Regions from separate parts of the Mus musculus genome. Here region 2 is linked to region 1. The links are chromatin contacts, called in public targeted proximity ligation maps. All regions are on one chromosome and are shown on one strand. The core of a region is the stretch at or near the end of the contact, and the rest is flanking DNA. Distances in the headings are between cores, read along the strand shown.

Evidence for each region.
Region 2: a contact with region 1 is called in a targeted proximity ligation map of extraembryonic endoderm stem cells. A contact is called at or near these places in 2 of 39 promoter capture datasets (cranial neural crest and embryonic stem cells) and 2 of 130 datasets of targeted methods (embryonic stem cells and extraembryonic endoderm stem cells).

Annotation. Positions count from the first base shown.
Region 1 is chr19:23,653,412-23,660,407 of GRCm38.p6, forward strand. No RefSeq gene overlaps it. Among named protein-coding and RNA genes, the nearest start is that of 1700028P14Rik, 4.1 kb to the left of the region's middle.
Region 2 is chr19:23,798,356-23,805,351 of GRCm38.p6, forward strand. The region is part of intron 1 of Apba1 (amyloid beta (A4) precursor protein binding, family A, member 1); the gene reads left to right. Among named protein-coding and RNA genes, the nearest start is that of Apba1, 43 kb to the left of the region's middle.

The DNA of each region.
Region 1 (6,996 bases), core at 2,795-5,294:
GAGGCCAAACTACCTCTCCTCAATTTCCGAACGGCAATCAACTCTAAGAGAACCTCCAAAGTCTTCATTTTAACATCTGACGCTTTGTAACATTAATTTTTGTCATTATTGTGGTGCTTGTACCCAGTACATGGTTTCCCCAGTGTCAAATGCACAAATGAATATGATATTGACTACCATTTATTCAGATTTCCACTGATGCCAGAAGGTACTAATGTCTGTCTGATGAGGCATGAGAGACATCCCTAGCACTCAGGAGGCTACTGTGGGAAGACTGAGATAGATACACGGGCTTCATCTAATGACTATTTTAAAAGAAGATTTAAAGTTCATATCAACCAATTAGAATATAAGAACTTATTTGGTTCCAGATTCAAATATACAATCTGGGAAAAAATTAAAATGAGTATTTTTTTTTGAACCACAGGAAAATTCATACTGAAGAAAATGTAAAGAAACCACATTACAAATTGATTCACTTATCAAAGATTATTGTATTGATGTTCTATATTGAGGAGTACTTCTGGATCTTATTTCACAAATTTGATTGCACACTTCTTCCAAGTGCATTTCCGTGGCCTTTGGTCATGGTGTGGAGCCCTGGGGTAAGCTAAGATGGCAATCCTTACTATCCAAAATCAAATAGATAGACTACACTTATCAGCTAAGCGTCAACAGAGTGCCAACCGCTACTATTTCAGCCTTTCCCTTTCGATAAAGGGAGAAACAGAAGTGAACTGTAAAAGGGTTCATGAAAGCCACATATTCAAGTCTATCCAATCAAGGCAGAGAATAATACTGCTGCAGAAAAAAATACAAAACCAAAAAAAAAAAAAAAAAAAAACCAAAAAAAAAAAAAAAAACATAACCACATTCCCTTTCTGTGTTTGTCAGTGCTCTACTGCTGTGAAGAGACACCAACACCAAAGCAACTCTTATCAAAGAAAGCCTTTGTGATGGTTTGTATATGCTCGGCCCAGGGAGTGGCAGGATTACAAGGTGTGGCCCTGTTGGAGTAGGTGTGGCTGTCACTGTGGGTGTGGGCTATAAGACTCTCATCCTAGCTGCCTAGAAGCGGTATTCTGCTAGCAGCCTTCAGATGAAGATGTAGAGCTCTCATCTCCTCCTGTACCATGCCTGCCTGGATGCTGCCATGTTCCCACCTTGTTGATAGTAGACTGAACCTCTGGACTTGTAAGCCAGCCCCAATTAAATGTTGTCCTTATTACAGTTCCTTGGCCATGGTGTCTGTTCACAGCAGTAAAACCGTAACTAAGACAGCATTTAATTAGAGGCTTGCTTACAGTTTCAGAGCTTAGTCCATTAATGATAATGGTGGGGGGGGGGGGACAGGGGGACATGCAGGCAGATCTAGTGTTGGAGGAGGGGCTGAGAGTTCTGCATCCTGATCCTTAAGCAGAAAGAGAAAGAGTGAACTGGGACCTAGCACAGGTTCTTAAAACCTCCTATCCCCTGTGATACACTTCTTCCAGCAAGGCCACAACTTCTCCAAGGCTGTACCACTCCCTGCAAATAAGCATTCATATATATGAGCCCATGGGGGCCCTTCTTATGAAAACCACCATATTCTACTCCCTGGCTCTCATAGGCTCATGGCCAACTCATAATTTAAAATGAATGTATAACAGTCTTAACACTGTTTAAAAGTTCAAAGTCTCTTCTGAAACTCATGGCAATCTTTTTATCTGTGTAACCTATTGTAAAATCAAATTAAAAAGTTGTTCACATACTTCCAACATGCAATGCCACAAAATGGATTACCATTCTAAAAGGGAGAAAGGGATGCACAGTGAGGAAAAAATGGGACCAAACCAAGACTTAAACCCAGCTGGGCAAACTACAAATACTGCATCTCCATGTCTGACGTCAACGAGCTCTTCAGATCTCCATTTTCCTTTCAGCTTTGCTGACTGCAACACGCTTCTGTTTCTTGAGCTGGTTCCACATCTGACTTGTAGCTCTCCTCAGCAGGTGGCCCAAAACTCTGGTATCTCCAACATCTTGAAGTCTCAACCTTGAGGGGGAGGGAGAGGGAGGGGGAGGGGGGGGAGAGAGAATGATCCCACCCACAATTAAGACTGGTCTTTCCACATCAGTTAATGATTTACCTGGGAAAAAGATCCACCTTCTCATTCCCTCTTTTCCCAAACTAATAGCTGGGTGCTTGTGCTCAGTTCTAGGAGAGCCTTATCTCAGAATCTTCCAAATCAACAGCAGCATGCACTCAACCCAGTTGTTAAAATTACTTTTCTTTACCGGGTCTCTTTTTTTCTCTGTTCCTTCCTCCTTCCTTCCTCCCTCCCTTCCTTCATATATATATATATTTAGATTGCCTACATTTCTTTTAATTTTTCACTGGTTTATTTTTATTTTATGTGCATTGGTGTTTTGCCTACATGCATGTATATGTGAGGGTACTGGATCCCCTGGAACTGGAGGTATAGACGTTGAGAGCTGTCATGTGGGTACTAGAGACTGACGACCCCAAACCCCCCGGAAGAACAATCAGTGCTCTTAACTGCTCTGCCATCTCTCCAGCACCTACCAAAGCTCTGTCTATCAAGTAAAGAGACAAAAAATTTAGAATGGCTGAAAATTCATTGGTATGATCTCTATGCCAATTTAATTTAAGTAGATTTAAAACTGTACTTAAATTGCATCATACTTATAATTGAAGAACTAAGCAGTAATCAAGGATGGCATAGCTATTGTTCTCCACAAACACGACCCCCCACCACCAATCACAGACATAAAAATGTTGGAGCCCACATATTATATATTCTTATTCATTCTGAGCCTTTCCATCACCAACCTCTCTCTTCTTTCCCCTCTCCCTCATCCTCTTGTGACTTCTTCTCCTTTTGTTTCTTGCTTTTCAATGCTTGTTTTCATCATCCCTTATTTTATAAAATTCATTTATTTCCATCTCTGCTGTCTCCCTGCTTTCCTACCCTCATCTTCTTATGGTTAGAGGTAGTATGAATTTGAGAGTCCAAATCATTTCTCAGCATGAAGAGGAGAAGAGGAGAGGAAGAGGAAGAAGAAGAGGAGGAGGAGAGGGAGGAGGAGAAGAAAGAGGGAAAGGAAACTGGCACAGTTCAAAGTTATATAAAAGTGTGAAAGAAAAAGAGCTGCACCTATCAACAGAGTCCTATAAACTGGAACCTAATTTTATGATCCAGGAGCTACTGAAGAAATCATCTCTAGCAACGGCATCGATCTTAGTTCTTTTCCTCTAACTTCTAGAAAATTACCAACAGTTCAACTCCAACTGCCTGTTTTAGAACAATTTTTTTAACTCTGAGTGTGATGCTTCTGTGCTTTGGTCTGTGAACCAGTTCAGCCTCTACTTGCCCTCAGGCCAGTGTCATTAACTAGTATTGATTAGATGTTAGAAAGCAACAGGCATTTTTTTCCCCCAGAAACTTTCACGAGCAACATGGGATTGATTTATTAAATATTCAACATCTAGTATTCTATAATTTATCATTTCCCTTATTTTAATATCTAATCTAGTCAATCAGTAAAATTCCTTGGCAGAAATGTTCCTAACTATCACGATAAAAATTTAATTTTTTTAGAATAGTAATGACATGCTCTAATGTAAGTGTAGATTAGAGCCTTCCTTAATATGGTACAAATGGTATAACCTTAATTATTTAAGGTCTAAATATCCGCTGTCACCAGCAGACTAAGGAGCCCTTCGTTTCTCCTTTTCTTAGCCCAGTGTGGCTTTGATTTCTGGGAGCTTCGGTACTTGCCAGTAGGAAGGAGGAGACGATTTAACTACCAAGAAGTTCAGGTCAACATTGCTGAAGCTTTTTTGTTCTTCGTGCTCGTCAATCTGTATGAAGGGCTCTCATCTCTCATCAGAGAAGCAGCTCAAAAGGAGGGGGAAGAATCGGGTGCTTATTTGCTACTGGTGAAGGTGGACATTTTATCTCTTCCCAGTAAGCCCCACCCATAGATGCTCAGGGAGATGATGGGTAAGGAACTGACTGAGGATCTGAAGGGTCCAGCCAGTTCTTGGCTATTTAGCAAGACAAAGGGCTGCCTCCATATTGCCCATGGGGTTGAAGGGCTCAGGTATGAAGCTGGAGAGAGCTCTCTGATCCTGATTGAGATAGAAAAACCCAAGGGGCGGGGGAATCTTTCCGCAATTGCTTTAATGTTAGGTCTAGGAATTCTCCGAGAAACGCCAGTGATTTCTAGATAAAGTCCATTTACGGCAGCGACTGAGCAAGTACTTTTTTGATAACGAAGGGCAGAGAGCTGAGTCATTCAAACTCCTTAGGCCCCCTAATCAGGTATCTTTGGACTCTTGTAACTTGGTATGCAGCTTTAAATTCCAGGGATACCTCTGGTGTAAACATCTGAGACTCCCGGGCCTGATTTCTTCAGGACATTTCCCTATTCCAGCCTCTGACTGTTGAAGCAGAGAGGAGCCTAAAAATCTACAGAGCCATTTCTAGATTTCCTGCCCCAATCCAAGGGACGAGGAAGCAGGTGCGATGTTGACCCCGTGGTTAGATCACCTCATACGCACCAAAAAAGGAGGCTTTTCTGATTAAAAGAACCAGCTACTTAAACAGAAGAGATTATACACGTTCTTATCAAGAGGACGGTTTCGCTGGCTGAGCAGAGGAAAACATTGGAGGAGTTTGAGGTGCAGCTGCCAGCACAGAAGATAAAAGGATTATTCAAAGTCTGAAGGAAGGATCCAGAAGTCTAAGAGTAGAGTACGCTAGAGTACCACTAAGAGAAGAATGTGGATGTCAGGCCTTCAAATAACTGAGTTCTACTACTAGATGTGAATTCCCTCACCAAAGCATCCAGATTAGAAGGTGACTCAACCGACACCTTGATTTGAGATTCATAAGACCTTAATAATTCATCCAAGTCCAGCCAGACTTCTGTCTTACAAAAGTTTAAATTAATGCGTGCTCATGTGAAGCTCATTGCATCTGCAGTAACGTGTTTTGCAGCAATTGCATCAAAATAAATGACATTTTAGAAAGTATCATTTAAGAAAAGCAATCCCCGAAGATGTGTAGGAGCCATGCCTAGTGGGAAGAAAACACGCTGGGAAGAAATGAGGATGGAGAAGGTTACTAGGCAACCTTCTTGTGATTGACATAGTAGAGGGGAGCCAGAAGAACCTACTAGTATACTCTATGACTGTGTGAATGAGTTTCTTCATCTTCTTTGTCAGGAGATATTTTTTATTTTAAATGATATCTTTTGTTCCATTTTAATTCTTTTGATCCTGAGTTCCCTTGTTTTACATTAGCATTGTGATATCTACTCTGAATTAAAGAGCATCCTTTGCTCTTGGCTTGTTTGCTTTTTGAGACAAGATCTTGTCCTGCAAGCCCAGGATGGTCTCTAATTCTCAATCCCCCTGCCTCAGTCTCCCTAGTGCTAGGATTGCAGACACACATTCTCAGCCCATGCTTTGGCTTACCTTTTTACACTTAGCTTTCTACATTCATTTAGCATAAGATAAACTCACAAGAACTCGGTGAACACTTTCTTTTTATAAAATCACTTAAACTGTTCATTTTGATTATTACAATTCATATTTTACATAATGAAATCATTTTTCTCCTCCTATAATGTTTTCCTGATGTGTTCTCATTTCAGCCTCATCTATGAGACATGCCCATTTCTTCATCAACAGAGCTATACTTCGTTTCCTCAGTAGCCCTTGTGAAGTTCTTTGAGCATCCTCTTTAGCCTGCAGCTCTCTATTTATCCAGATCAAGAGTGAAATGTTATCCTTGACGTTATGGAAAATGACAGGACTGAGATGAAGCCATGGCACCAATAGACACTTATCTGATTAGACTGAACTAAAACTAGTTTTTCTTCAATCCCATTTGAAATTACTTGAGAGGTGGAATTCATATAATATATCAGGCGTCTCTTGAGAGAAAAGAAATGGCCTCAGATAATGCAAGCAGACATGTTTCTACCTGAATGGAAAGACAAGGCTGCTAAAGTTTTCTTCCTTATTTATTATTCAAGAAAAAGTTGCTGAGAGCCATCAAAGTGGGATGATTTCAATCTATGGGTAAAAATCAATCCCGTATTGACAGCCATCTCTCTTCCTGTTCTAACAAACACCAAAGGAGAATGGCTGGTCTATTTTTCATCAAGGAACTTCAGCATCTTTCAAATTCCAGAAATATCCCTGGGGCCCTACACATGGTGTCTTGACCAAGAGCAGACTGGCTGTAGGAAAACATAGTCAAGCCCTTCAGCAAGTTGCCCAACTTATCACTGCAGCAGCATCAATTGGATAATGCTTTCTTTGGATGATACAATCCTAAACCTAAGTGCAGTGAGAGCAGTCTCGAAGATTAGTGTGCAGAGATAAAATTGATGCTCATGAAGGTGGTTTGGGAGAAATAACAGTAGCCAATTGTTTGCTTTGAGTTTCTGGCTCATTCTATTTCTCCAGTTGCAGAAATCTTACAGCAGACCTCAAGTTTTGGTCGTGGGACTCTCAGAGGCTTTGAAGAAACACTTATTCTGGTTCTACAGGACTAAGTTTAAAAACAGATTTGGGCTAGGATGCAGCAGTCTGGAAGATTAAAGGCAACAAATGGTACTGCCCGTGCCTGGGTTTACAGTACCCTTGCACCCATATTGCTATATTGAGACACTGGGAATGCAAATGAACAATGACCAAACCACGTATAACAGTAGAACTCTGGCCCACAATCTGTAACAATATGCTCACAGAATCCATCAGCCTGGAGAAAGCAACCTGTTATAAGTCGGCCTTGTAGGGAGCTGCATACTACCTCTAGTGGCAATCCCCCTGTCGTAGGAAGGACAGGACTGATGTAGTCTCTTCAGGATACACAGATGACTTAAACAGGAATCCTCATAGAAAACGACTCTGGTGACAATGGAGAAAGTAAGCATGACCTCTTAAATGTTCTATTGATAAAAATCCTCAATGTATAG
Region 2 (6,996 bases), core at 2,051-4,550, 140 kb after region 1:
GACCTTCTAGAAGTTTCTGCTGGTGTGCTCTTGGTGTTGAAGACAGGGCATAGGCTTTTGCGGCTGTGCTGTATCAGGAAAGAGAAAGGGGGTTTAATATAATGGGGAGGCTTTGTATGGCATGCAGAGACATTCGAGTTTAAGGGCAGACACAACAAACATATCATTGGAATGTCTACTCCATGACAGCAGTATGGAGGCCAGAGACCTGCGAGGATTCTGCTGGGGGTTGGTTCTTGCAGCTCTGAGTCTAACAAAGGCTGTTTTTTGTTTTTTCTTTCCAATAGGAAGAAAAACTTGGAAAATATGTTCCTATTCGAGAAAGAAATTTGGCATACATTTTCTGTATTGTTGCTGGCTCTGTAAGCCTCATTTGTGAAAAAGCTATAAATCATGTTTTGCTTTTTAAAAACCCTTGATCACATTTTGGTCGCACTGCTATAATTTTTTTTAAGACTGATGTAATTTCTTTTGAATTTAACGTTAACAGATTGCCTTCTAAAACTCAGAACAGTTTAAGTCTTCAGATGAAGCAGGTCTAGTTAGGTGAAAGCATGAACCAGGTCTTGGTAATGGACTGGGCGTCTTCACCTAGGATCTGTGGGTCACAGCGGGGACAGGGGCAGGACCTCAGCTGGATCTCCTTGTTCTTGCAGAAAATCTTCTTTTAGTAGCACTTTCAGAATAATTACTAAGAATTAAAGTAATTGTTGGGAGTAGAAACATTGTTTCCAGCTCTAGTGTGTTTTTGCATCCTGGCCCTGCTCTGATCTGAGGCGATGGCATGGCAGAGTACAGGCAAACACCATGGCTGTGGAAGAAGCCTGGTGGGGCTTGGGTCCCAGGCGCATCTTGTGCTGATCTGATGCATTCTGGGCACCCATTGTAATGCTCGCAGGTTTATAAATTCACGCTGCTCTTTATTAAATTTAGAAAATGTTGATTTTCATTGAAAGCTGGCTCAGGCTGGGCATTAATTCCACTCTGGTCCTCTGGGAACTTTCAGGCATTTCCTATCTAGAATCTTTCAGAAGCACTTTGCCAATATATCCTAAATACAGGTTATGTATGAGCAAGAGGATTATGATAATTTACATTTTATATTTATGTTGCTTTATACCTCTAAAAAGGCACCCATCCCTACCCTGTGTGTATCCACATGACAGAGATGACAAGAGATCTGAAGACACCCCTCGTAAGAGGTGCCAACAAAAATCAGACATCAAAGACCTACTCACGGGCACAATCTAACACAACAAAATTGCTTACCAGTTCCCTTCAAACCTTATAAAGGGTTTGAACTGTGTTCCCCAATTTTTTTTGTTTGTTTGTTTGTTGTTTTGGTTTTTTGTTTGTTTGTTTGTTTTTCGAGACAGGGTTTCTCTGTGTAGCCCTGGCTGTCCTGGAACTCACTCTGTAGACCAGGCTGGCCTCGAACTCAGAAATCCACTTGCCCCTGCCTCCCAAGTGCTGGGATTAAAGGTGTACGCCACCAATGCCCGGCTGTGTTCCCCAATATTAAGACTAACATTTTTATGAGTTAATTTTTGTATCCAGCCACTTGGCTAGAAGTGTTTGTCAGATGTAGGTATTCCCTAGTGGGATGTTTAGGGACACTCATGTATACCATCATATCACCTACAGGTAAAGACGCTTTGATTTCTTCCTTTCCAATTTGTATCCACTTGATCTCCTTTAGCTGTCTTATTACTCCAGCTAAGATCAAGTCCTATATGGAATAGGTATGGAGAGAGCGGACAGCTTTGTCTTGTTCCTGATCTTTTCCACCTGTTCTGTTGGCTGGTCTGGACTTTGTGTGATGGGTTTTGCTTTACCTCATTATATTTTATTTGCCATTTGGTTGTTATCTCTTACAAGCCTATTCTCTTCTAATGAGAGATAGAAAGGGAGTGGATCCAGAAGGCATGGGAGGGAAAGGAACTGGGAGGAGTAGAGGAAGGGCAAACTACAGTCAGGAGAGATGAGAAAAGAATCTATTTTGATAAAAGAAAAAGGCTAACCATGAGCTTGTTAGAATACAGGTTCCTGTGATCCCACAAAGCCTGTACCAGACAGTCCTGTTTTAGACGGAGGAATCTGTATTTCAAGACCACACCTCCCTGGCTGACTTCCATGGAGAATGTGTGCTTTCATGCAGTGTTCCATATTATTAGTTGGTCAAGAAAGACAAAGACCCATTAAACAAGTCTAGGGACAGGGCTAAAAAGAAGCGGTCCAAAGGCCAGGACAAGAAAACTACATATGACAGACTCTCTTAAGGAAGTCCCCAGCTATAAGCTTATTGTTGCAGCTGTGGTCTCCAAGAAGCTGAAGAAGAGAAGTTCCTTGGCCAGAGCAGCAATTCGGGAGCTTAGTGAGCTACTTAAGAAGCTGGTTTCAAAGCACAGAGCCCAAGTAGTTCACACTGGAAACACAAAGGGTGGAGATGGCCCAACTGAGGGTACATCCCTCCCTCCGTGACTTCAAGCTTGCTCTCTGACACCATTGATCAGACAGCTTTTGAGAGGAAAATGAAAGAAGGCAGAACCTGCCTGTCTTCCACAGGACTTAAGCTTTAAGCAGATGTATTCCTAGGAGACATCTGGGGACAAGGAAAATTAGGCCCCCTGTAAATTATAAGATCACCCTGTGCCATCTATTTCACTATAGCCTCTGGCCAGTGTGGGTCACAGAAAACCAGAGAAAATGGGTACACAGTGAAGTCTAAGTGTCCCTTAAAAAGCACATTTGAAACGTAATAATATTAATAGCTTACTAACATAGGGTTTTTTTTTTTTTATGAGTCCCTCCAAGCCATTCTTGAATGTGCAATTTTCCAGACTTTTCCATTAGAGTTTGGCTATTTGAGACAAAGGCCATGTCTGCTATTGCCCCATTGTGATAAAGCCTGGGTCTTATCTTTGTAGCAGGAACTGTACCTTTGCCAAGGGAGTGGACATTTAAGCCATGAGGTCACTGTTCAGTCTGTGGCTGCTTGTGCTGGTCACAAAGGCAACAGTGCTGTTTCTAGGGACTGTGATTGCCAAAACCAGCGTGGACAATGAGCTGCTTTCCAAACATTAGAAGGCTCTTGGGGTTGGGAAATATTGTCTCCTGTTGTGACACTTCTAGGAGAGATCTTTAGCATGGCAGGAATTTAGACTAGTTGTTCTTGGGCACATGGAAGAATACATTGCAAGAATACATTCAGAGGCTTCTCAAAGTGAAAAAGCATAAAGTAGGCTTTGTATTCTCCTGGCCTGAGAATGCTTCTTACCAAGTGACCTCACAGGGTAAGAGGCATCTTGCAGTAGCATTTGCCTCTGCAAATGCAGACCTCATGAAACCTAGCTGTGAACCACACATAGACGCTCATTCTTTGTCACCCCCAGGCATGCAGCCCATGGTGCCACATTTATGCCTTTGCTTCACTTGCGTGATGGAGATATGTATGGCACGTGAGCTCTCCCTTGCCTCTTGCTGAGATCTGTGGCACACAGGCTAATTCTGTTGCGTCTATGGTGCATCATCTTTGACAAGAAGAAAAATGGATTGAATTATTGAATCTAACACGCATATGTTATTCGAGATTCTTTGGACACATCCCAGACCAACCGAGACACAGTCTGAGTGGAGGGCCTGGGGATGTGTGTTTTTTTAAAAGTTCCCCTAAAGTTTCAGGTGTTTGGTTGCCAGTCTATCAGATGATCTTTAAGACCACTCAGTTTTGATGGGACAAGGGACAATATCTACCGTGGTCATCAGGCTTGTGTGGGATAATAAAACATTCTTTGTTGCTAATCATAGCCACCATTGGGTTTCAATTAATTATTTCACTTTTGCCAAATGCCATGGCTTATTCACTGGTAGAAGGCAGATTAATGATCATAAAAGATTTGCCTGCTGGGACTTATTCACACATATTGTTCCTATTATGTTCACGGAGAAGAATTTTAACAATGATCTAACAGGCTTTGTCTAAGTTATGGACTTTCTATGAACTTATTATTATTATGTCCATTTTACAGATGTGAACAGTGGGGCACTAAGAGGACAATGAACATGCCCATGATCCCACAGTTGATAAGGAGTGGGACCAAAACTTAAACCTAAGCTATCAAACGCTATATCTGGGCAGTCAGCCTCAATTCTATTTGGTTTTCATTGGCTTTTCCTCTGGGAATGAAGGATGCTTGGTATAACTCCAGTTGGTCAGCAGAGCAGCTGCCTGCCTGTTGCACTGACTGAGTTTGAGGTATGTTGTGGACATGTGGGATACTTAGGTCTCTCACTCACACGAGGAAGCAGGACGAGACGGCAGACTGAGAAGAAACAGGGCACACGTAGGCAGCGTGGGGTGAGTTGAGTGCAAGATGGCCAGGAACATGGAAAGCAGCCATGGTCCAAAAGTCAGGGAAGGGCAAAGGAAAGGTCAGAGAATAAGAGGAGAGCCAGGGACCAGCAAGGACAGATTTTCTCCCGGTAAGGTGATATCAGCAGCATCAGGAAGTGCTGTGTCAGATCCCTGGGAAGCAGAGATGGGGCAGAAACCTAACAGCTATGGCATTGCCTTCAGGAAAAGCTTCCGTAGCATTCAAATACTGAAATACTAGACGACAAGGTACCAAGTGGGGTTAACGTGCTGTGTTTAATTCCCATAATCTTACATAATGCATTAAATAGGAGGCTAACTATTTAAAAAACCCCTCACATCACAATGATTGGATGGCCGAGCGGGTGGCTCTACTGTCTCAAGGCCTTTGAAGTCAGCCCCGTCCAGTCCCATCTCAGCACTGGCTCTCTCACTGCCTGTGCTCTGTTCAGCCCAGGCTGCTGGGCCTGGCTACTATTTGCCTGTATAGCTGCTAGAGCTGCCAGACTGGCCAGGCCTGCTTACTCTAATTTCCCTGCGGATGAAGGCCCTGGGTTTGAGAGACTGAGGCAGGCCCCTGCTGCAGCTTTCTGATCCCCCAACCCTCCCCAACTGCTTTCCTGCCAGATACACAAGGAAGAGATGACTGTGGACTTCCTTATAATCTCCAGAGCCCAGCCCCCTCCCCTGCCCCACTGTCAGGCTGGGTACCACCCACCTCCTTATCACATCCTTTCCACCTGCTCCTCACCTGACTCAACACTGGCAATGCCAATGTGGGTAAAATTGATGTCAGGCTTTGTTTTGGATTAGAGGATAATTACCCTTTTATTATAATGGTCTCACTAACCAGACCATTCTCAGGGGAAACTGGAGGGCCTTAGTGTTGGCTCCTAGCCCCGATTTTGGCAAGACAAGAAGAAGCAGTTTTGTAGCTAGGACCAAGCTTTTCAGAGACCCGTGGGCCTTTGAGACCATGATGTCAGGGGAAGGCCTTCCAGTGAAGTGCCTTCCTGCTGTTTCTCAGGGCTGGGAATCCCTCTTCCCTGATACTCTAGAGTAGGCGTCAGGAAATGTTCCACACAGAACAGAAAGTTGGGGTTTTGTAAGAAAATGTGTTTGTTTGTACAGACATTTAATGGAAATTTTGGTCTTTTGTTGTTAAGCAGAACACAGTATGAGAGAGAGAAAGAGAGAGATTTTTCCAAGTCCCCCACTGATGTAAACAAGTAGGTCAGGCTGCATCCATTCAAGTCCAGAGCTGAAGATGTGAATGCATATCTGGCCTGACCTTTTTCATAAAGCATGCTCTATTGTATAAGCATTTCTGTATGTCCCAGGATACACACAAGTAAGTGAGGGAGAAGGCTGTTTTAATAACTGTGAGTCTGTTCTTATACTCTTTGAGGTAATGTAAATGTGGTGGCTTGCATTTATATGACTTCTAAAGATGGTAGGAGCCATGCATGCACATTATCCTTAGTCTCGCAAGAGAGGCGGCTATTAACCTGGTCTTTGTGACAAAGAAAACATCCTAGCTTGGTGCTACTTGTTACAGCTCTCTGGTTTGTCACTGCCCAAGTAGCTGGTGATTTTGACTTCCATGGTGTCTCTTGCCATAGGAAGTTTCATCTCCATCTCCTGTAGCTGTTGTCCAGGTACTTGTCTTAACCCCCCTCCAGGACATTGATCATATGCATCCTACTTACCCCTTAGTCACAGGAGAACCTAGAATCCTCTCATTTGTACACAGATATTCTACACCAAACACTGAGTGAATGCTATTGTATCAAGAGAAACAGAGTGGTTCCAAGATAGCCCGGGCAACCCACTGGCTTACACCAGTGGCTCTTGAAGAGTCAGAAGATATATGGTGATGCCCCACAAAGCTATCATCGGAAGCTGTGTGCTTGTCAAAGAACTGAACCCAGTTCCCTTTGTATGGCCTTAGGTTACAGCAGCCAGTCTAGCAGTGATAAATATGCAGGTCACTATTCTTCATTACCCAGCCCACAGCTGAGTCACAGTGCTAACCATTCCCGCAGAGTACTACCCAGCTATGAGTACCCAGCTATGAGAACACAGCATTTAAGGTTGACATTTTACAAAATGTATTTGCTCCACCTGCACTGTCCTACTGTGTGTATGTGAGCATGTGTGTGTGTATCTGCACATGGAAGTATGACTTACAGGGCATCTGATGCTCAAAACCTTAGCATTGCTAGACATAAATATGTCAGTAAGCAGCAGACTGAATCTTGAGCCTGCTCAAAGATTGAGAAGAGAGAAAGACTTAGAAAGAAGTATTATTATGGTCCAGCCAGTATGAAAGTATTCGATAGCACTGAGCTGCGTACCTAAGAATGGCTCTGATAGTAAATTCTAGATTTTGTTTATTTTTCTATACCTTTTTTTTTCCTGACAGAAATATCTGTATGCTTCTTGTGCCTTTTGTGTGTTTGTTTTGTCCTTTTCTAGCTTGTTATTATTTTATTTTTTTGATGCCTGTTTGTTTTCTAATGAGGAAGAAGAAGAGAGGGTGTGGATTTGGGTGGGGGAAGTGGACCTGGGAGAGGAAACTGTAATCAGAATATACTGTATGGAAAAACAGAACAGGTTTTCAA